Linked DNA regions of Mus musculus: regions 1, 2, 4, 5, 6 and 7 are each linked to region 3. The links are chromatin contacts, called in public HiCAR-type, HiChIP or PLAC-seq, Micro-C and promoter capture Hi-C maps. All regions are on one chromosome and are shown on one strand. The core of a region is the stretch at or near the end of the contact, and the rest is flanking DNA. Distances in the headings are between cores, read along the strand shown.

Region 1 (2,700 bases), core at 114-2,613, 840 kb after region 3:
TCTGCAGGTCCCAGCATGCAATGGTGCAATTTAATGTGGGCCAGCGAGCATTGCTTGTAAGGACAGGCAGTTTCCGTGGGCTACCCCCAACAGGGAGGAAATGAAGCAAAACCAGGCAGTAAATTCTTAATGCATTGCACATACTATGCCCTGTGTTATTTTTAAACACAAAGCATACCATACGTGTTGGACTATATTTATGTTTACCGAAAGGTAGACAACTATGGGTTGAATAATTAAAGAAAATCTCTTCCAAGCATAAAAATGTTTATAAAGGAAATTATTTGAAAAGTGCAGGCATTGTTCAAAAAAAATTTTTTTTCAGTTTCTGTTTCCATTATATGTGTACTTCTTGGCTAGCCCGGAGCAGGGAAGTAGGCGCCATGCACTAAGCCATTTAAAATCTAAATCAGACTTTAATAAGGGAATGTCATGTTTCATTTAGAAGCCTCTCCTCACCTCCTTTTCTTGTGCTGTCAAGTGAGAGAAAAGCTAGCTTTATAATTACACGGCTGCCTCAGCTTCAGATAATATGTAAGGTCTCACGTTATTTTTCCACCCCCCCCCCACCTTGCTCTGTCTCCTTCCACCCACCCCACCCCCACCCCTGCTTTTATCCTGTGCTCCCTGCTTAAGGGCCTGACGGAATGATGGAAGTCTGTTGATTAAGATGCTGAACAGTTGTGGCCCTTATTAATTTTGGGGCGACAGGTAAAAAACTAAAATGAAAAATCAGATGGAACTCAACTTTGGCAAATGTCTTCTCTTCCCCTCTCATGCCTGGTGCTGCTCTTTAATCCATGTGTGTGTGTGTGTGTGTGTGTGTGTGTGTGTGTGTGTGTATGTGTGTGTGTGGCTGCTGTCTTAAATCATGATGTTTGAGACCAAAGGACCATTGGGGATCTCACCTTTGTTAAGAACTTGATAGGTGCTGAAGAGATGGTGCGGCCGCAAAGAGCACCTGCTTGATTCTGTTACTAAGGAAGTTTGTCCTTCTTTGAGGAAAAGCCTTTCAACATTTGGTGCATTTGGTCATCATGTAGCCTTGGAATGAAACAGGTCACCTGCCTGAAGGCCCCTTGGCTTTTCACAGTTTGTTCCTCTGTGCTAAACTTCTTTCTTTCACCAACTACACCTGAGACACTCCATTCCTCACTCCTTTCAAAACGTTCTGTCTGAATTTGGAGGATTTTTGCCTTAACCCTTACAGATAATAAGCTCTCAGAGAAGAACTTGGCAGATGCCTGACACAGTTCATACCCTGAATTCCATCAAAGTTCTCCTCCCAATTGCATGGGTAGAAGATTGTGCCCCATCAGATGTGGAAATAGCAGCCATTCCTGGGATGGTTCCCTGCTGATGTCATCACAAGATTGGCTCTAAACCATTTGTTTGACTCGGTGTTTCCTGTTACACTGGTTGGTGGACCCCTCCTTTCCCTTCTCACTTTAATTTGCACCAGTGCCCACAGGAAAATGTGAAGGAAGAAAAGGCAAGTCTCAGTTTGATCAAAAACAAAAGATCCCAGAAGGAACGCTGACCACTGAGGAAAATACAAGTTATTCTATTGTAATTGATAACAGCAGCTAAGGATTTTAGTTACCATTAACGTAATGAGTTCATTTCTGTAATTGGGCTAGTTCATTTCTGTTTGTTCAAGAGAGGTCATACATCCATTAGGAAATTGTGTATTTTTCTCTTAGCTTTTTATCTACATAGATGATTAGCAGATGAATATGTGAAGGGATATGATTATTTCCAAGTAAGCCTTAAATACTAAAATTAGCAATGTGATCATTAAAGACTATATCCCTCTATGTGTTGAGGAATTAACCTCCAGGTTCTCAGACTGCAACTGTCCCTGGTCGGTCGGTCTTCAGAGTGGCCTCTAACGTAGTTTGACAGTTGCTCACAGGGTGTGGGGAGATCAGGACCCGAAATGTTACAAAGATCTGTCTGAAAACAAAGGGAGGAGACTCTGTAAGCCACGGAACGTGGCTCAGAAGAAACCAACCCAACCCAAGTGTTTGATTTTCAGGCCCCCGAATTGCAAGAAGGGAAATCTGTTCTTTAAACCATACAGTGCGTGATGGTGGCTACAGATGCTTCTATATGCCACTACCCTGAGGAAAGGCTGACAGAATGAGTTGCAAACCATGAAGCCAGACTGAGATTAGAGAAGACAGATGATTTAAGAGCTCATAGGTTAACACTACAAACTCTTGGTCTATAATGATAAAGATGGGTCTTGGCTAGATTCTGCTCGTCTGAATTTATCCATCCAAAATAAAACCTACCCTTCCTATATAACAGTGCCGAAAGGCAGAGTCACAAAACATGATGATTAAGCTGCACTTTAAAACATTCTCTGCTATAACTAAGTGCATATAATTGAAACACATCCATAGTCCTGGTAGAAAGTGATGTGTCACCGGTCTAGACTCTGGTCTTTAGGTCTTTATTACAACTTTGCTATGCTCACCAAAACTAACCTTTTCCCGAAGTAATGGTAAATTAATAACATCTTGCCGTATCATTTTGTCATCTTTCTTATATTGCTATGGTCTACCATGTATTATTAGTCTCCTGAAGGACATCCCTCCCTCCTTGCCTTCCTCCCTTACTCTCCCTTCCCCCTCCCTTTCGCTGCCCACCCCCCCCTTCCTGCCCCCTTCCCCTTTTTGGTTGTACTGCCATGAG
Region 2 (2,700 bases), core at 172-2,671, 940 kb after region 3:
GGATCCTTTCTAAGGTCATTTTCCTTAGCAAATACCAAGTTTTGATGACTTGGTCCAGTTTGTCCAGTTTTCAGTTCCTGAGCTGTGTGGCATTTGGTTCGTTTAACACTTTACCTGGAGGTTACGAAAAACTAGTGAAGCTATTTGTAGCTAAAAGTCTGCAGAATGAGAACTTGCTTGCTGTTGGTAAATGCTGCAGCCAGAGTCAGGGTGAACTTCATGCAGTAGTGTGGCCAGAACAAGGGGTCAGTGGAGGGACATGGTCAGGAAGCGTCAAAGCTTCCAGGAATCCCTTCTCAGGCATTGAGAGCTTAGGAGAGTCCTTAACCACGTGGTTGGTATACAGCAGAAGGGAAAGAGGGGTAAATCTGTGGGACCCAATTGTAATATGTGTGTACCCCCAAATATATGCAAATAAATGCAATTGAGCAGTAAAGACAACCAGTTGAGAGCCTCACAGGGGCTGCAAAATTCTACTATGAGCAGCAAGTTAGTCAGACAGCCTGTGCGGCAAGACCACCATATGTGGAAACTCTGGGGTCTGTGTTGACCCAGTGACTCAGGTAAAGGTCACATGGCACTGGTGGCAATAGTGAGAGGCACTTCTAATCTCTGAATTTACCTTTAGACTGAGATCCACAGCTGGTGTCCAGCCTCCCCTAGCAGACAACAACCCCAGTCACTCATTTGCTCCCATAACAATATGAGTAAAGTCACACCAGTTAAGAAAAAGTGTTCTATTTGATCAACTACTTTTATATAAATTAATCTCCATGACATCTTAAGCTTTGCGTATCTCCACTGAGTGTGCTGATTAAATTTTAACTGGGTATCTGATGCTTTTATTCAGAATTAAACAGATACGTACTTATTTTGATGTGAGGACGAATCTGATCCTAATTTAAATGCCTGCCCTTCCCGTGGTACTGCTAAATCCCAGCCTTCTCAATACAAACAGGGTTTGTTTGTTTGTTTTTAATTTAAATGGGCTTATTGAAAAGTATTTTTATCAGTCATTAATTGTAAACTCTAATTTGTTGTATTTATATAAATTACTTCTTTTTATAATAGGGTTTGTTTGAATTGAAGCCACTGAGGAGATTAGGAAATTAAACCCTAAGTGTAATACAGTTTGAAATGTTTAAGGAATTTGGTAACATTTAAAAATGTAGCCAGCTGTTGAACAGAGATCACCAAAAGGGAATTGCTAATCCTTGCTACGTTGCAAAAGAGGATAAGAACAATTTTATAAGTTGGAATGTGAAACTTCATTTGAAAACAACTCTTAAAAAGTTTTCGCTGCGCACAAAACCCCGTATCTCCATTCTTCTCTGGTACAATTCTCCCTCAGATGGAGCTTTGTAAAGGCATCCGACCAGACAGCCCTGGCAGGGAAAGGCCGTCATGCTTTCGAAGGCATAGGGCTGAGCTGGATCAAGTGGAGAAAAGGCATCGTGAATCACTTATTGTAGCTCCATTCACCCAGTGACCACACAGAGTAATAAATCCACGTCAGTTATACCCTTGAGGCTACTTTAATGTCACCCAGTGGCAAAAATCAGATGGACAATTTTTTTTTCCTTTGCTTTAATAGTATGAGCCCAGCCATTAACTCAAATTTCTCCTAAAGAAAGGAAGGGGCTGTTACTGCCCTCCAGCAACTCAGACTGATCTTGCATGTCCTTCATTAGTACCATCTCCACAAGCCTTGGTTCACCCTGGAGGTCCCTAGAAAGTAGTCACTCTTCCTCTGATGTGGCCTGGGAACATTGCCTTAATTTGCTGCACCAGTTTGCGTTAGGAGACAGCTGTGCCTGAGAGCTTCCTTTGGACTGTTTGTGTGTGTGTGTGTGTGTGTGTGTGTGTGTGTGTGTCTTAACATTGGCAGCTATGCTCACCAGCCCTTGCCCTTGGTCTGGGTTTGTGCCTGGAGCTTTCTATCCATGCCAGATGCAAGCATGGTTGATAGGACAAACAGCCCAGAAAATGTTTGCGTGGGAGGGATTTGGGTGGAAGACAGGCAGGGGAAGAGAGTAAATATTTTCAAGTTCCTGAACTTGCCTCTCCAAGCAAGCACTGTGACTCCAACAGGCTGATCATTTAAACAGCATCTCAAATGCTTGATAGAAGCCAAAGATGATGGCTTAAAACGGGAGCTATTTCATTACATGTGTAGGTGAATCTGCTTTGCTGACTCAGGGAAGCAAAAGGCCACGGACTTAGGCAAATACTGCATAAAGGTCAGGAAGATTTACTGAGAGTGAAATTACATTCAGTTACGAATACTGGCTACTCTTGCATGGGACCGGAGTTCCTTCTCCTACCTCCACCACCTCACACCTACATGGCAGCTCACAGCCATCCTTTATTCTAGTTCCAGATGACTCCTTCTTCTGGCTTCTGTGGGTGCAGAGAAACCTAAGTTATCGGGGGTGATTTGTGAAGTCTTTACTGCAAAAATCGCTATGAAATTGGTGCTCCCAGACTTTACTGTACAATGGAATCAGGGCATCTTTTAAATTTTTTACATTTATTCATTCATTCCTCTGTGTGTGTGTGTGTGTGAGAGAGAGAGAGAGACAGAGAGAGAGAGAGAGAGAGAGAGAGAGAGAGAGAGAGAGAACATATAATGTGCCCTTATCCCAATGTACATGTGTAGAAGTCAGAGACAATTTACAAGAGTAAACCTTGTGGGGTTTT
Region 3 (2,700 bases), core at 5-2,504:
GGTTTTCTTTTGGAGTCTCATTTTACATAGAAAAACTCCACGTAAGAAAGAAGAGCGAAGTACAACCGCAACAAGACATTTGGAGCTGCGTTTTTGGACATATTTAAAGCCCTAATATGCATCTTCAATTCTAAAGCATCCTAGCCAATAAAAGAAAATGCCACCCATATTTCTTTTTTTTTAAAAAAGAAAGCAAATCAGAGGATCAAGCGAGGGAACATTTTCTTCTATTCTGTAAGGCAAAAAGAACCACTGTCTTTCTACCTTTGGCTCCGCCGGACGTGTGTTAGATACGCGGGTCTGGGAGCTCACTCTGTGAGTTTAAAGAACTGAGGGGCGGAGCTGTGCCCCAACACTTGGGGCTTATCTCCTTTTGCGACTTCAACACCTCATCGCTTCCATGCTAAATAAAAAAGAAATAAGCAAGCAGTTAAACTTAATTAGGGGTAATAAAGTGACAAAGTTGTCTCTAAGCGCTCCTCTGACTCTTTAGCCACCACACCGGTCCTCAGGAAAAAGTGAGATTCCCGTGGCAGAAAAGCGGTTCCCATAGAAGACGTCGGATCTGAGGCGCTACTGGAGCTAGGTGCTTGTGCAACAGTGTTCTCCCCGCGCCGCACCTCTCTGGGGTTCAGGATGAGTGGAGGCTGGGGGCTGGACCGAGCCGCAGAGGCTCGTCTTGCAGGTGTGCACAGGTAGGGTGGGAAGCGGTTACTCCGGAGCCGCAGAGCGACGGGTCTTCACCGAAGGATCTGCGCGCCTGGGGCGGCCAGGGCAGATGCCAGCTTAAGAAAACATTCCTCCAAAACAAACCCCACCGACTTCCCGAGAGCTGCGCGAAGACGCGTGGGCGGAGCGGGCTTGAGTGGAATCCACGAGGCGCCCCACCGCCCACGTCGCGTCCGGGAGCGCGCAGCGGCCCCGCGCCATCCCGGGAGTCAGGGTCTGGGCTCTGCCTGGAGTACTCGATTGCACTCTGTAGTAAACAAAAGTATGGTAGCCGCCTCCACGCCGGTTTGCCTCCTAGCAATCCGATCGCTGAGACGCCAGAGACTCAGAAACACTTGAGAATTACAGAAAATAATAACGGAGATTGGAAAAAAAAAAAAAAGTGTGTGAGAAAGAAAAATACCCCACCGCCCCCCACCAACCTACTGCCGCCTCCCGAGGGAAGGCAGCGCCCGCCCAGGCCCGCGTTCATTGGCTGCTTCGGCGGAGACTTCGCGCGTCCATTGGCCGCGCAGCCTGTCAGTCAGGGGCGGGGCGGCGCGCGCGCCGCCGCGGGCGGGGAGCCCGCTGCAGATCCCGTAAGACGGGAGTCTGCGGAGTCGCTTCAGTCCCCGCCGCCGCCACATTCAACAGGCAGCAGCGCCGCTGTCGCGCGGCCGCGGAGAGCTAGAGCGGCCCGCAGCGTCCGCCCGTCTGCCTTGGCGTCCGCGGCCCTTGTCAGCGGGAGCGCGGTGCCCGAGCTGCCGGGCTCCGCGGCCTGGTCGGTGCCCCGTCCTAGGCACGAACTCGGAGGCTCCTTAGACACCGGTGACCCAGCGAAGTTAAGTTCTGGGCGCGTCCGTCCGCTGCGCCCCGCCGCGCCTGACTCCGGCGTGCGTCCGCCGTCCGCGGCCCCCCAATCTCGGAGCGACACTCGGGTCGCCCGCTCCGCGCCCCCGGTGGCCGCGTCTCCCGGTACTTCTCTGCTGGTGGGGGAGGGGCGGGGGCACCATGGCCGAAGCGCCCCAGGTGGTGGAGACCGACCCGGACTTCGAGCCGCTGCCCCGGCAGCGCTCCTGTACCTGGCCGCTGCCCAGGCCGGAGTTTAACCAGTCCAACTCGACCACCTCCAGTCCGGCGCCGTCGGGCGGCGCGGCCGCCAACCCCGACGCCGCGGCGAGCCTGGCCTCGGCGTCCGCTGTCAGCACCGACTTTATGAGCAACCTGAGCCTGCTGGAGGAGAGTGAGGACTTCGCGCGGGCGCCAGGCTGCGTGGCCGTGGCGGCGGCGGCTGCGGCCAGCAGGGGCCTGTGCGGGGACTTCCAGGGCCCCGAGGCGGGCTGCGTGCACCCAGCGCCGCCACAGCCCCCACCGACCGGGCCGCTGTCGCAGCCCCCACCCGTGCCTCCCTCCGCTGCCGCCGCCGCGGGGCCACTCGCGGGACAGCCGCGCAAGACCAGCTCGTCGCGCCGCAACGCGTGGGGCAACCTGTCGTACGCCGACCTCATCACCAAGGCCATCGAGAGCTCAGCCGAGAAGAGGCTCACCCTGTCGCAGATCTACGAGTGGATGGTGAAGAGCGTGCCCTACTTCAAGGATAAGGGCGACAGCAACAGCTCGGCGGGCTGGAAGGTGAACGGCCTCTGGGCGGCCCTGGGGGGTGGGGTGGGGATGTGTTGGGGCCGGCGGAGGGTCGGCAGTGTGGGTGTTCGGGGCCCGGAAATGATGGGCGCACGGAGAGAGCGGGGCGAGAAATGGCAGGTGTGGCGGGGGCTTCCCGGAGACCCAGAGCCAAATTTGGACCAGGTGCAGGCGAGGGACTTCTAGAGAGACCCGGGCAGGGCTCGTTTGGGAACTTAAGTGAAATGGCAGAGCAGGCGTGAAAGTTAGCTTAGTTGTTGGAGCGAGGGGTTCGCTTCCAAGGTCCCTCTCCATTTGACACTCCAGACCTCCTGCGAGGGGGTCGGGCGACTCCTCCACCCACACGCGCAC
Region 4 (2,700 bases), core at 107-2,606, 960 kb after region 3:
AGTCTAGGTTTCACGGTCTCACAAAGATGGTCCCCGACTTCACAAAGGAACAGATTTTCGACTGCTTTGCTCTTTAAGGAAAGGGTCAGCTCCTTTCTGATCAGGGTACAAATCCAGCATCCAAGGGGACAAGAAAGTGCTTGGGGACTTGGTGATTAGTGAATTAGAATAGTTCTTTCCAAGTCAGACAAGGAGCTATTGGTGACTTACATGTTAACATTTAGAAATGTTTTTCACACTTGAACAAATTCTATCCCAAACATTTCTGTACTCGTTATCCTTTAAAATTTACTCACAAAAATCTCAAAAAAAAAAAAAGGTGTCACCTATTAAGAACTAAGTTTCTTATAATGTTCTTGCATTGATTAATAAATATGCCGGGGACTCAATTTGTACAAAATTTGGCATCCTGCATAATTAATTCTCTTTTTATCTAATGGTAGGAAAACTAGCTTGGGAAATATTTTCCCAATGGGAGGAAGCAGACCAGTGGGGTATTTGTCTGCTCAGCAAAACCTTGCCTCACTGCTTTGTGGACAATGTTTCAGACAAAACATGGTGTACGTCAATGCGCTGTAGACAGGTCACACAGTAGCTAGTGATTTATATAGAGAATCCAGAACTCTCAGCTCAGATTCTCTGATCCTTTTTTTTTTTTTCTTTCTGAAGACCAGGGGATAGGTTGAAAGGATGGGTACTAAGGCAGGAAATGAGTGTCACGCTGTGAGGACTGTCTCTCTTTGTGGCTTAGCTCAGTGTTGGTGGCAGGGTGTGGGGAGGGGGGCATGAACTGTTCTGCCCCAGATGGCGGTTAGAGAAGCAGTCTACCCAATAGGGGTAGAGAAGGGTGAACACTGGCCAGAGAGACAGGATTGATTCAGTGTGTCAGTGTTAAGTCTCCTGTTGCCGTATTTCTCAGCCATGTTACTGTATTAAAGTGTGTGCCTATGTGGGGCTGCTTCTGTGGTGTCTGAGAACTCCCATTCTCACCCATCACACAGCTGTATTTCGGTGCTTCTGGGTTAGCATCTTTGGGTTGTGGTTGATGGTAATGCTCACTGATTGACGAGATCTTACTGTCAGATTAACTTATAGAGTCTCCTGGTGAGAATTTAAATCTCTTTCTGGCTCTTGTAAAAACCATATGCAAAATTAAAGACTCACAGGAAGCAGTTGTCATAGTCTGATTTACATTTGATTTACATTACATAGTTTGATTTACATTAAAATAAAACCACGTTGCTTTTACAGGGAGGTGCAGATTTAGTCTTCCATGTGTCCGCCTTCTAGATCATTCCTGAGCTGTGAGGAACAGGCAGTGCAAGTTCACAGGTCAAGGGCCCTGTAAAATTTCACAACACTACAACATACTATGTTGATTCTTATATTGGCAACAGAAATTCCACTGAACAGTGCAGGGTAACTTACTAACGTTGCTTGCTCTTGAATTTGTTCTCCATGGGATTAAAGGGATTGGTTGGCTTTTTGCAAGTGTGATTGAAAGAAACTCTTTTTAGTTCCTTAGCAAGACTCTGAAGGCTTTTTGTGCTCTTAAAAGGTAAAATTGGAAAGAAACTGAGTTGTTACTATTTTTATTCTTATTTTAAGCAGACTCAATATTGTTCTTGGAATCTGACTTCACATTGCTTAAAGGAATTTAATGTGGTGTTTTTAAGGAGCAGGCGCTATGGCCCTGTCGTGTTCTGCACTTTGATTTGTAAAGGCTTTCTATTTTACCTCCTCTCCACAGGCTTGCTGATTGGTGCTGGCTGTGCCCTCTACCCCTTGGGCTGGGACAGTGAGGAAGTCCGGCAGACTTGTGGCTACATCTCTGGCCAGTTTGACTTGGGTGAGTTCTCGTTATTCTTCCTAGAAAGGGGGCTTATCTGGAAGGAAGACAGTCTGGGGCTGTGTTTGGCAGGCATGCATGCATACATACATATGCATGTATACACATATATACATACTTACATAATACATAGATACATTTTCACTTGTTGATTGAAGAGTCACTGATACCCTACTGTTCGCCAGCACTATGATCTATATTGCAGAGTCTAAGAAAAAGAAATGGCCTTGTTCTCCTGAGCTTTTATATCCTCTGATTAATTTGTTCAAAATCATATATTTATCACTCATTATACACGCTAAAAATATCTCGAGGGAACTCACAGGCAAACAAAGCAATCAAGGAAATTACGACGAGGGTAAAGTTTCTCTCTGGGATGTGGAGCACTTTGTGTAAGGGGAGAGAGAGGCTGGAGGGATGGCTTAGTGGTTAAGAGCACTGGCTGCCCTTCCAGAGGTCCTGAGTTCAATTCCCAGCAACCACATGGTGGCTCACAACCATCTGTAATGGGATCCAATGCCCTCTTCTGATATGCAAATATACACGCAGATAGAGCACTCATATACATAAAATAAATCTTTAAAAAAAATAAAAGAAAGAAAAAGAAAGAAAAGAGAAAGAAAAGTAAAGAAAGGGGGGAAGAGAGCAACAGGGTCTTGAGCACAGAACACGTGGGTACCAGCAGGGGATGGACGCTCCTGGCAGCAGGGCCCTTTTCGACTCTGCTTGTCTGTGTGCTAATGAAGAAGTTCGGGTGTTTCCACTGAAGAATAAAAAAAAAAATACCGACTGAGAACATGGGCCCCGGCCAGATGGCCTAATTCCCCGGAACTTTTGGGAAAAACAACCAC
Region 5 (2,700 bases), core at 20-2,519, 990 kb before region 3:
TCAAAACACCACTAACCCAACATAAAACTGTACACTAATTCATACTGATCAATGGACTGACTTTAACAAGGACCCAAGTTCCATTATGTTCCTCTCCTTCAGTAAAAGTTCCTATTCAAAAAGGCATTTAAACGCTGCTCAATAAATTGTGATTTCCCTACTTTTGAAATGTGTAAAATATGCCTCAGCCAAAACACACTATTCAGCGTTATTGTTATATAGCACATGCAGTTCTATCAGTCCAGATTTTATTTATATTTAAAGTTCCGTTAAATTTAGAGATAAACATAATTTTTCCTCCAAACCGAACTGCTTTGTCCACCAAACTACCAATTTCAAGATCCCTAAAAACAATAGGTGCAAAAAGACTGTTCTGATCTTTTACAGCACTACCGTTTGGTTACAATTTCTCATCTTCCAATCCGACATCGATGGAGATGTGAAACAGAACCAGAGGAGGGACCGCATGCGCTTATAATTTCGGTAAGCAACAGTGTTCGAGCAGTGCCACATCGACCCGAGGCCCTCGCTGCGCTGTCTGCTAGCAAGTAAAGCTGCTTTTTCTATGTAACTTAAGTCCGTGCCCTTCCGCTGCAGCAGTGGCGCAGCACATCCCCCACCCCCGCGGCCACTTCCGTGTTTACACTCCTCTTCCCTCCAATTCCATGCGTACATTGTCAGCTTCACTCCCGCCCAATCTTCATTGGCCCGGCTCGGGCCCGTGGTCCCGCCCCCAGAAATCAACGTTCTTATTTGGAACAGCTCAGGGCGCAGATTGGAACCTCGGGCCTGTCAATCGCGCGCGTTCTGTCCTCTCCCAGGCGCTTCCGCTATGGTGGGAGGTTTGGGGGAGGGGAAAGGGGGCAATGCCGAGCCGAGACTTCCCCGGGGCCAGGACGCCCTCCCGCCCGCCCCGCTCCCCGCTTTCATCTTACTGTGGACCAAAATAAACGTCCCCCTCCGCTGTCCCGCAGCCCCGGGCCGGCTGCGCGGAATACACCCGGTGTCCTTCCCGTCCACCCTCAGTCACCCGCCCCACGAGGGAAGGAAGGGCAGCAGCCCGGTTCCCCCACGGCCGCCGTTAGCCGCGGCGGGGAGGTGCCGGGTCGGCGGCGTCCCACTCGGCACCGGGAAGTGGCCTCGGGACCGTTACTCGGGCGCCGCTCCGGGAGGGACGAGGCGGGAGGCCGGGCGGGCGCGTTTTGGCGGGTAGCGCCCGGGGGGGCCGCGGCGTCCATGCGGAAGTGGCGGCTATAGGAAGTGAGAGGCGAGGGCGGCGGGCGGCCAGCGCCCCCGGCCGCGGGCAGGGGCGGCCCTCTCGGCCGGACAGCGTGGCAGGCGGCGGGGACAACAGCTCCGCTCACTTCCTGGTTCCCCGGCAACTGGGGCGAAGCGCGCAACTCGCCCGCGCCGACTCCCCAACTTAGCCGCGGCTCCGCGCCCGGCCCCTGCCGCTGCCGCTGCTGCGCCGCCGCCGCCGCCGCTCTCCCCGGAGCGACAGCCCGGATCCGAGGCAGGTTACTCTCCAAGGTGATCACTTCCTGATTTGTCGCCTCCATTACTTCATTCACTCCCCCCTCTCCGCGGCCGCCCGGCTGCCGGAGACGGACACCGGACCCGGGGCGCTGACCGCCCCGGGGGACGCTCCCCGCCCGCCGGGCGCCCCCTCGCCCGCTGCACCGATGCACGGGAGAAAAGTTCCCCTGTGCTTACCGGCCCGGATGAGCAGATCCAGCTGGTTCGTGGGTCCCTCATGCAGAGACGTCGCCATGTTTATCCCGGGGCTGGAACTGCTGCTTCACATTGACTTACACCCTGAGCGGCGGCGACAGGGGAGAAGGCGGAACCCGCGGCCGGAGACACACGCCGTGCGGGCGGCACACACTCACGCACTCGCACACACTCCGACGCCCGGATCCTTGCGCGTCCTCCGACAGGAAGCGGCGGCCGGCCCGCCTCCCGCCGCCGGGCTCAGCAGCCCCACCACCTAACGGCAGGGGCGGCGGCGGCCCCGGCTGGCAACGCGATCCTTCCGCCCCGCGCCCAGACAGGAAGTCAGTCCCGGGCGCCGGCAGCCGGCGGCCGCACGGACACCTGAGGCTGGGGAGCCGCAGGCCGCCCTCGGGGACGCGGGCCTCGCCTCGGCAGGAAGAGGCGCGCTTCACGTTCTGCGGAAGCGAAGTCTGCAAATGTCCCCTCTGGAAAAGAGCCATGAATCAAATTTTTCTTCCTAGAAAAGACCTCATACCTAGTCCCGCAGCTGTACACGGAGGTGGCTTTTTAACTTGGGTTGGCCTTCCCGGCGCTTATGCAACATACAATCAGTTCAGTCGAAAGAACTGCACTTTAAAAAACTTGTACCTAGAAAATATTCTAGAAGCATCACTAAGGAAGTCAGGAGTCTCCAACTACTTCAAAAACTGACTTGGTCCTGTCTTCTCGACAGAAGTCAGAGTACACTAGACAGGTAATTAGTAAACAGAAAAGAGCCGCCCGGCAGCCTCGGGGAGACTGGAGTCGCTGGGTTTGCTGGTCATGAAATTCGTGTGCCCTCTCTTGTATTTGCTTGACTTGGACAAATGAACGTATTCGTTCATAGCTTAAAGATATCTTCAGACAGCTTTTAAAAAACTCGTTTACCTTGAAACTGGCCTTACAAATACACACTGTAACAGGAAAGGAAAATAATGGCCAATTAGT
Region 6 (2,700 bases), core at 132-2,631, 990 kb after region 3:
AAAGCAAGAGAAGAGAGAGAAAACAAGAGAAAGAATGGCAAAACCCCGTCCCTTTTAAGGAGAATTATCCTCCGCCTAGGACGTATTACTCCCTGATTGGCTGCAGCCCATCGGCTCAGTTGTCATCACGAGAAAGGTAGAACACATGGCGGGAAAACTGCCCCTGCACGTGTGCAGATTATGTTTACTACTTAGAACACAGCTGTCAGCGCCATCTTATAATGGCAAATGTGAGGGCGGCTCCCAACAGCTAAGAAGCCACTAGTGTTGACCTTGATAGCCAGTTTTGAGTTGCCCATTGACGACAGCTATTTCAGAGGCAAGCTCAGCTATCAGAGTGGAGGAACATTGATCTAGTTTCCCGTGGACCCCTGTGTGTGTGTGTGGGGGGGGTAGAGTGTAAATTGTTACAGGTCAAATACAAACAGATGTTGGTGACTAGTGCCCAGAGCCCGCAAAGGGATCCACGGGACTGTGGTACATGATGCCATCAGCTGCAGCTCCCTACCAGCTAAAGGTTCCTGGAGTTGAAACTCACTGACTCCTCTGCAGGAAACAATTAGAATGATACCTGCCCTCACCCTGGCTCTGTGATAATCGGCCCTTCAGTACCTCCTTCATCATCCTTAATAGATGTAACCTGCACCCACATGCACATCCTCGAGTTAACTACCCAGGCCAGCTATGCTTTCCTGAGAATGTGTCCAGTAATTAATATACTCTGCCTTCTGCATTAGGTCATAAGAGTGTGCATAGGTCAATATCCGTTAATAATGAGCGATGGATTGCCATCCACATTATGCGCCCTGTGTGGAACAGAGAGACTACACATTCTGCTGACTCTTTGGAAGGTTCTAAACCACTGGCTACTCTTAGCTGCCCGTTAATTCTCCCTCCTAGATTTATTTAATATGGCTAACGAATCACTCACAGCGGGCAATGGCTCCCAAGACTCGCAGCCTGTGGTCGTCAGTAAATGTGGTCATGCAGCAGAGATCCTGTCACCCTTGAAAATCGCTCACTCCCCCAGTTGACCAGTACGAAGGAAGGTTACTGTGCCTTGGGATCTGCCCCAAGCTGGAGATTTGATCCTTCTGAATATGTTATCCTGTTAACTATGGCACAGCCTGTGGGAGGCAGAAATGCTTGGGTTGGAAAATTTCCACTTAAAGTTCAGTGCCAAAACAGAACTAGAGTTACTCTTAAAATAAAATCTCAGACTTTTCTGGAGCCTGCCTGCCCGTTCAGCTTCCTTCCTTTCTGTTTTTCTTTGCCCCTGCTTTCTCATTCAGCAGTGATTTACTGAGTGCCTGGGCTAGGGCAAGCACTTCGGGGAGAGGTACGAGAGGGAACAAAGGCATGGCAAGATCACACACACACACACACACACACACACACATACCTTCTTGAAACTTCCGTTCTAAGAGAGATGTTTGCCTTTGTTCTCCACCCACAGCGCTGAGATGAGGCAGGACCTCACACAGCAGGGTCTGTACATGGGACAAGTTAGACACCCGGCTGTAAATGTCTAGTTAGGTTTTCTCTGAGGTTGGTACGTTCAATCCCTGTCAGATCTAAGTGTCTAACACAATATGTAAACAAGAATAAAAGAGAGAAGGAAACTGCCTGCTATTGGAAGATGATGCAATTGGAGAAAAGAAGGGTTAGGTTCAGAATATGCAGCTCACACACAGGCATTTTCCCAGCATGCCCTGGGATCCATTCCCACGCCCACCCCTACCCCCAGAAAGTAAAGGAAAACTGTAAACAGGAGTAACTAGAACTAAGAACAGATAGGACAGTGGCCAGTGGAAGAGACAGAGGGCTTACGTCCAGTGCATACACAAAGAGTAATTCCTATGTCACTACAAAACAAGATGGCCACCCATGGCTACTCATGCCTCTAAGCCCAGCATCATGGAGACTGGAGTAGAAAGGCTAATGAGCTGAGCGAGTCTGGACCAGGTACTCAGACTGTTTCACAAACAAGGGATGCTCTCACCAAAGTTCACAAGCATGGAGACCCACTCCACCAAACCAGATAGGCTATTTGAGATTTTTATTTAGGATTTTTGTTCTATTGCTGGTTTGAACCCTGCCTCCATCCCTGAATAATTATATGAGCTTGAAGGGCAACTGAAGGGTCACCAGTTTCCAGTCTCTTTGTCAACTATACCCCACCTCCCAGTACTGTGAGAAGAATCAACCTAGTGGGCATATGGTAAAGAAATCTAATCTTTTAGGGTTTCAAGTGCACCATTACTACTCTGGTCCTTGAAGACCTGTTTGGACCCTGGTCTTGGTGTTCTCATTTAAATAGACATTGAACTGACAGTGGGTTTCAGCCCCAGTACAATCTGGGAGGCCTTGATTCCCAGTTTAGGTCACACAGTGCAGGGTATTTGACACATTCCACATGTGTCACAGTGCCTACTTCGGTGATGTCCTTCAAACGGGCCCCCTCCTCAGGAGGATTCGTCCTACAGTTTAAATGTTGCCCTGTTATACCTTAATATGCACCCAAGTCTGGGCTAGGGCGTCAAGTGAGAACGGATACCATCATGGCTTCTGTCCTTATGGTTGCTATTCCTTTTTTGCTGCAGTCATGGGTGAACGGGAATAGCCAGTCTTTAGTCCTAGCTGGCACGAGGCACAGAGCCAGGGACCTGTGGGAACGCACACGTCATCCCTCCATCCTTC
Region 7 (2,700 bases), core at 34-2,533, 850 kb before region 3:
CTTGTTATTTATGTGTGCCAACATGGAGGTTAGAGAACAACTCTTTGGAGCCTTTTCTCTTTTTCCATCTTCATGTGAGTTCAGGGGTCAAATTCAGGCTGTCAGGCTTGCAAAGTAAGTGCCTTAATCCACTGAACCATCTCACCAACTTAATTTTCCTAAATCTTTAGAGAGATTAGTGTTCAAGGATACCCCAGGATTTGCCTGCTCTAAGCTTGCTCCCTTTTTGGTTTTTAAGAGATCGAATTCCAGGATAGCCAGGGAAACACTGGGAAATCCTGTCTCAAAACAAAACAAACAAAAACAGACCTAAAGGAGCTAAACTGCTGCACATCTTTATGACTCAGGATGCACAGATTACTAGAAGGTCCACATGAGATAATCAAGGGTAAAATGGCTCTTGTGACTCAATGGCTTGCCATTTTGTAAAGTTTTATTGTTAACTGTAATGAAACGTCTGGATCCTCTTCTCTCTCAGGCCTGACCTTGCTCAGTGGAGTCTGGCCTCTAAGGATTGAGGATTTCTGTTAACAGGCAGTTCAACAGATACAACCCTAAGCATGAATTAGAAGCCAACTCCAGGAGTCTCGGCCCTCAACTCCACCACATTAAGGTGACTCACACAGCCAGTTCCTCAACCTCGCATTATATGACTTCAGCAATGAAATAAATATACCTCAACCTTCAGAGGCTCCTTTGGCAGTATAAGTATGTCACTTCGGATCTGGCCAACACCTTTCCTGGCTATCTCTAGCAATAGTCAACAAAAATCACTGATACCCTAGCCAGCCGGGGCCCATTTCATAGGTCAAGCTCTTAGAGGCTTTTCAAGATGATTAAGCCCTCTTTTTCGGATCGGTTCACAAATTACCCTTCGCTCCCTTCTGTACACAATACAGGCACTTGGGCCTAGAACCATTATACCTCTTCTTAAAACATCTCCATTTTGGCACTTGATACTCAAGCTATGATGACACCATCTGGGTGAGTCTACCCCACCGAGAGAAAGGCAGGCCGGTCTAGCGAGAAGGGGCAGAAAGTCTGTTTCCAGAGAGGAGGCGGCGGCGGCGGAAGCGTCATTGGCGGCCCTCCCAGGCACACGGCACTGGCAGGACCGGCAGAGCCAACTCTGAAATCCGCGGCTCCGCAGGCCGGCCCGGCCTCCGCGTTCCCGGCAGGCTCCGGTGCATCGAGGGTGGGGAAGAGCGGGTCACCGCGCCTGCGCGTTGGGAGGTGTGACCCGGGTGGGAAAGCCCTCCGAGTCCGCCATTTTGGCTGCCTCTGTCGGTCTTTTCAGTTACCACGTGAACCGCCGACGGAGACCCGGGAGGGGGGAGGTGGCGGCGGCGTTAAGTGAGAAAGGGGGAAAAGGAGGAGAGAGAGAGAGAGAGAGAAAAAAAAGAAAAGAAAAAAAAAAAGAGGCGAAGGGAGTGTCAGGACAGGGCGGGCGCGGCGACCCCGGAGGCCTAGTGGCGGCGGAGTGAAGGCTTCAAGGCTGAAGTGAGCTCGGGAACGGCAGTGGCGGCGGCGGGCGGACAAACGGACTGAGCGAGCCGGGCGGTGGCGGGAGCCGCGGGAGGAGCCGGAACCATGCCGGCCGTGAGCCTCCCGCCCAAGGAGAACGCGCTCTTCAAGCGGATCTTGGTGAGTGTGAGGCGGCGAGCGGGCACCGGGGATGGTTTCGCTGGGAGCCGGGCCTGTCAGCCCCGAGCCCGGGCGGGCGAGCGGGCACCCGGCCACCCCGCGGGGACCCCACCTCGGCTGTGCTGGCTGGCGGGGCGCACTCTCAGCTCTCGTCTCGCCCCGGGAGCGCCCCCACCTCCGTCCGCGCGCCGCGGCCCGCGGGCTTCGAGGCCTCGGTTCCGGACTAGGCCCCGACTCCCCGGCATCCGCACGGCTCGGCTGCCGTTTACCCTCCTAGAGCGAAGGGAGGAGCAGCCTGGCCTTGAGCGGGGCAGCGGGCCGCACGGGCCGGGAGTCGCGGCCCCGCTCCGGACAGGGATTCTGCCGGCTGGTCGGGGTGGCACCCTCGGAAGGAACAGGTGGTGTGGCCGAGGCAGGGACTCATTCATTGCTTGAAAGCACTTCTCCCTCTCCGGCCCCGTCCCTCCCTCTTCCTCCCCATCTGGGATTCACCGGTCCCCGCCCGGCCGGGGGTCACTGTTGGACTCGAAAGAATGGACTCTTGTAGAAGCGGAGGCTACTCTGTCACCTCCATCCAGGCACTTGCATACTTGATCCTGCAGCCCCTCGGCCTCTTTTTTTGGGAGTGGGAAACGCAGCATTTGTTTGTTAGTTGGAGAGCAAAACGGCCCCACCCCGACACCCTTCTCCGGGAGGTGGGACTCATTTCTAGGGGCGGTCCGGTAGGAAGTTTCAGTACAGACTCCCCCTCCACCCCTTACTCTGAAGTTTTAAAAATAGCGGTGCAAAAACTTAGCAGGAGATAATAGAAGTGTCTTCTAAGATGGATCTTGTTGACGCTATCTCAAACTCATCCCCTGTGCTTCAGATGTTTGCGGTTTGCATAAAAATACACGCAGTGATAACTTGCGGGGGTATGGGCTTGAATCTGTTTACATTGTAAACTATGCCCTGCTTTATCGGCTCTGTCATTAATACATTGTAGCAGTTTTTGTTGTTAGTGTGAGGGTAGCTTCTTTTATACAAACTTTTTTGTGCGTGAAAGAATTAAGTGTA

What was found. Promoter capture Hi-C pulls out the DNA fragments that hold promoters and counts their contacts. A called contact is a pair of places that touch in the nucleus more often than the background predicts. HiCAR-type assays count read pairs that join an accessible place to other places. HiChIP or PLAC-seq counts read pairs in DNA pulled down with a chosen protein or histone mark.
Region 1: a contact with region 3 is called in a Micro-C map of embryonic stem cells, with 4 times the contacts expected there. The contact joins the enhancer-like site here to the promoter of Foxo1 in region 3. A contact is called at or near these places in 2 of 39 promoter capture datasets (hippocampal neurons and stem cell-derived epiblast-like cells), 1 of 15 datasets of contacts at CTCF or cohesin (large pre-B cells), 4 of 484 Hi-C or Micro-C datasets (all in embryonic stem cells) and 1 of 115 datasets of contacts at active chromatin or transcription factors (stem cell-derived neural progenitor cells).
Region 2: a HiCAR-type map of astrocytes shows a contact between it and region 3, with 2.4 times the contacts expected there. The contact joins the enhancer-like site here to the promoter of Foxo1 in region 3. A contact is called at or near these places in 6 of 39 promoter capture datasets (the 3T3-L1 cell line, embryonic stem cells, hippocampal neurons and 2 more), 6 of 115 datasets of contacts at active chromatin or transcription factors (astrocytes, embryonic forebrain, embryonic limb bud and 3 more) and 1 of 9 other capture datasets (embryonic stem cells).
Region 4: an H3K27ac HiChIP or PLAC-seq map of large pre-B cells shows a contact between it and region 3, with 7 times the contacts expected there. The contact joins the enhancer-like site here to the promoter of Foxo1 in region 3. A contact is called at or near these places in 4 of 39 promoter capture datasets (the C10 cell line, embryonic stem cells, hippocampal neurons and 1 more), 2 of 15 datasets of contacts at CTCF or cohesin (large pre-B cells and pro-B cells), 18 of 484 Hi-C or Micro-C datasets (B cells, the G1E-ER4 cell line, the HL-1 cell line and 10 more), 8 of 115 datasets of contacts at active chromatin or transcription factors (T-cell acute lymphoblastic leukemia, embryonic forebrain, embryonic stem cells and 2 more) and 1 of 9 other capture datasets (embryonic stem cells).
Region 5: a contact with region 3 is called in a promoter capture Hi-C map of liver, with 2.4 times the contacts expected there. The contact joins the promoter of 4930577N17Rik here to the promoter of Foxo1 in region 3. A contact is called at or near these places in 1 of 39 promoter capture datasets (liver) and 1 of 115 datasets of contacts at active chromatin or transcription factors (regulatory T cell precursor).
Region 6: an H3K27ac HiChIP or PLAC-seq map of T-cell acute lymphoblastic leukemia shows a contact between it and region 3, with 5 times the contacts expected there. The contact joins the enhancer-like site here to the promoter of Foxo1 in region 3. A contact is called at or near these places in 7 of 39 promoter capture datasets (the 3T3-L1 cell line, the C10 cell line, embryonic stem cells and 4 more), 2 of 15 datasets of contacts at CTCF or cohesin (large pre-B cells and pro-B cells), 18 of 484 Hi-C or Micro-C datasets (B cells, CD4 T cells, the G1E-ER4 cell line and 11 more), 8 of 115 datasets of contacts at active chromatin or transcription factors (T-cell acute lymphoblastic leukemia, embryonic forebrain, embryonic stem cells and 2 more) and 1 of 9 other capture datasets (embryonic stem cells).
Region 7: a promoter capture Hi-C map of neural stem cells shows a contact between it and region 3. The contact joins the promoter of Naa15 here to the promoter of Foxo1 in region 3. A contact is called at or near these places in 2 of 39 promoter capture datasets (neural stem cells and pre-B cells), 5 of 115 datasets of contacts at active chromatin or transcription factors (embryonic forebrain, embryonic midbrain, extraembryonic endoderm stem cells and 2 more) and 2 of 9 other capture datasets (adipose tissue and liver).

Annotation. Positions count from the first base shown.
Region 1 is chr3:53,108,723-53,111,422 of GRCm38.p6, forward strand. The region is part of intron 2 of Lhfp (lipoma HMGIC fusion partner); the gene reads left to right. Among named protein-coding and RNA genes, the nearest start is that of C130075A20Rik, 18 kb to the left of the region's middle. Within about 2 kb of position 1,364, at least 47 of the 459 cell types and tissues checked have an H3K27ac peak or open chromatin away from gene starts, as enhancers often do. A contact at or near this core is called in embryonic stem cells and stem cell-derived epiblast-like cells, where this site is marked.
Region 2 is chr3:53,209,425-53,212,124 of GRCm38.p6, forward strand. The region is part of intron 2 of Lhfp (lipoma HMGIC fusion partner); the gene reads left to right. Among named protein-coding and RNA genes, the nearest start is that of C130075A20Rik, 120 kb to the left of the region's middle. Within about 2 kb of position 1,422, at least 35 of the 459 cell types and tissues checked have an H3K27ac peak or open chromatin away from gene starts, as enhancers often do. A contact at or near this core is called in astrocytes, where this site is marked.
Region 3 is chr3:52,267,083-52,269,782 of GRCm38.p6, forward strand. Foxo1 (forkhead box O1) reads left to right here and starts at 1,255. Exons shown (of 3, transcript NM_019739.3): 1 at 1,255-2,340. The coding sequence starts at 1,720.
Region 4 is chr3:53,229,980-53,232,679 of GRCm38.p6, forward strand. Lhfp (lipoma HMGIC fusion partner) reads left to right here. Exons shown (of 4, transcript NM_175386.3): 3 at 1,751-1,849. Among named protein-coding and RNA genes, the nearest start is that of C130075A20Rik, 140 kb to the left of the region's middle. Within about 2 kb of position 1,357, at least 14 of the 459 cell types and tissues checked have an H3K27ac peak or open chromatin away from gene starts, as enhancers often do. A contact at or near this core is called in T-cell acute lymphoblastic leukemia, where this site is marked.
Region 5 is chr3:51,275,492-51,278,191 of GRCm38.p6, forward strand. 4930577N17Rik (RIKEN cDNA 4930577N17 gene) reads left to right here and starts at 1,270. Exons shown (of 1, transcript NR_073429.1): 1 at 1,270-2,700. All of the region lies in intron 4 of Elf2 (E74-like factor 2), which reads right to left.
Region 6 is chr3:53,257,655-53,260,354 of GRCm38.p6, forward strand. All of the region lies in intron 3 of Lhfp (lipoma HMGIC fusion partner), which reads left to right. Among named protein-coding and RNA genes, the nearest start is that of Gm40048, 140 kb to the right of the region's middle. Within about 2 kb of position 1,382, at least 31 of the 459 cell types and tissues checked have an H3K27ac peak or open chromatin away from gene starts, as enhancers often do. A contact at or near this core is called in T-cell acute lymphoblastic leukemia, embryonic fibroblasts, muscle stem cells and 1 more, where this site is marked.
Region 7 is chr3:51,414,733-51,417,432 of GRCm38.p6, forward strand. It overlaps Naa15 (N(alpha)-acetyltransferase 15, NatA auxiliary subunit), which reads left to right and starts at 1,284. Exons shown (of 20, transcript NM_053089.3): 1 at 1,284-1,644. The coding sequence starts at 1,591. LOC108168868 (a long non-coding RNA gene) reads left to right here and starts at 1,651. Exons shown (of 2, transcript XR_001783830.2): 1 at 1,651-2,042.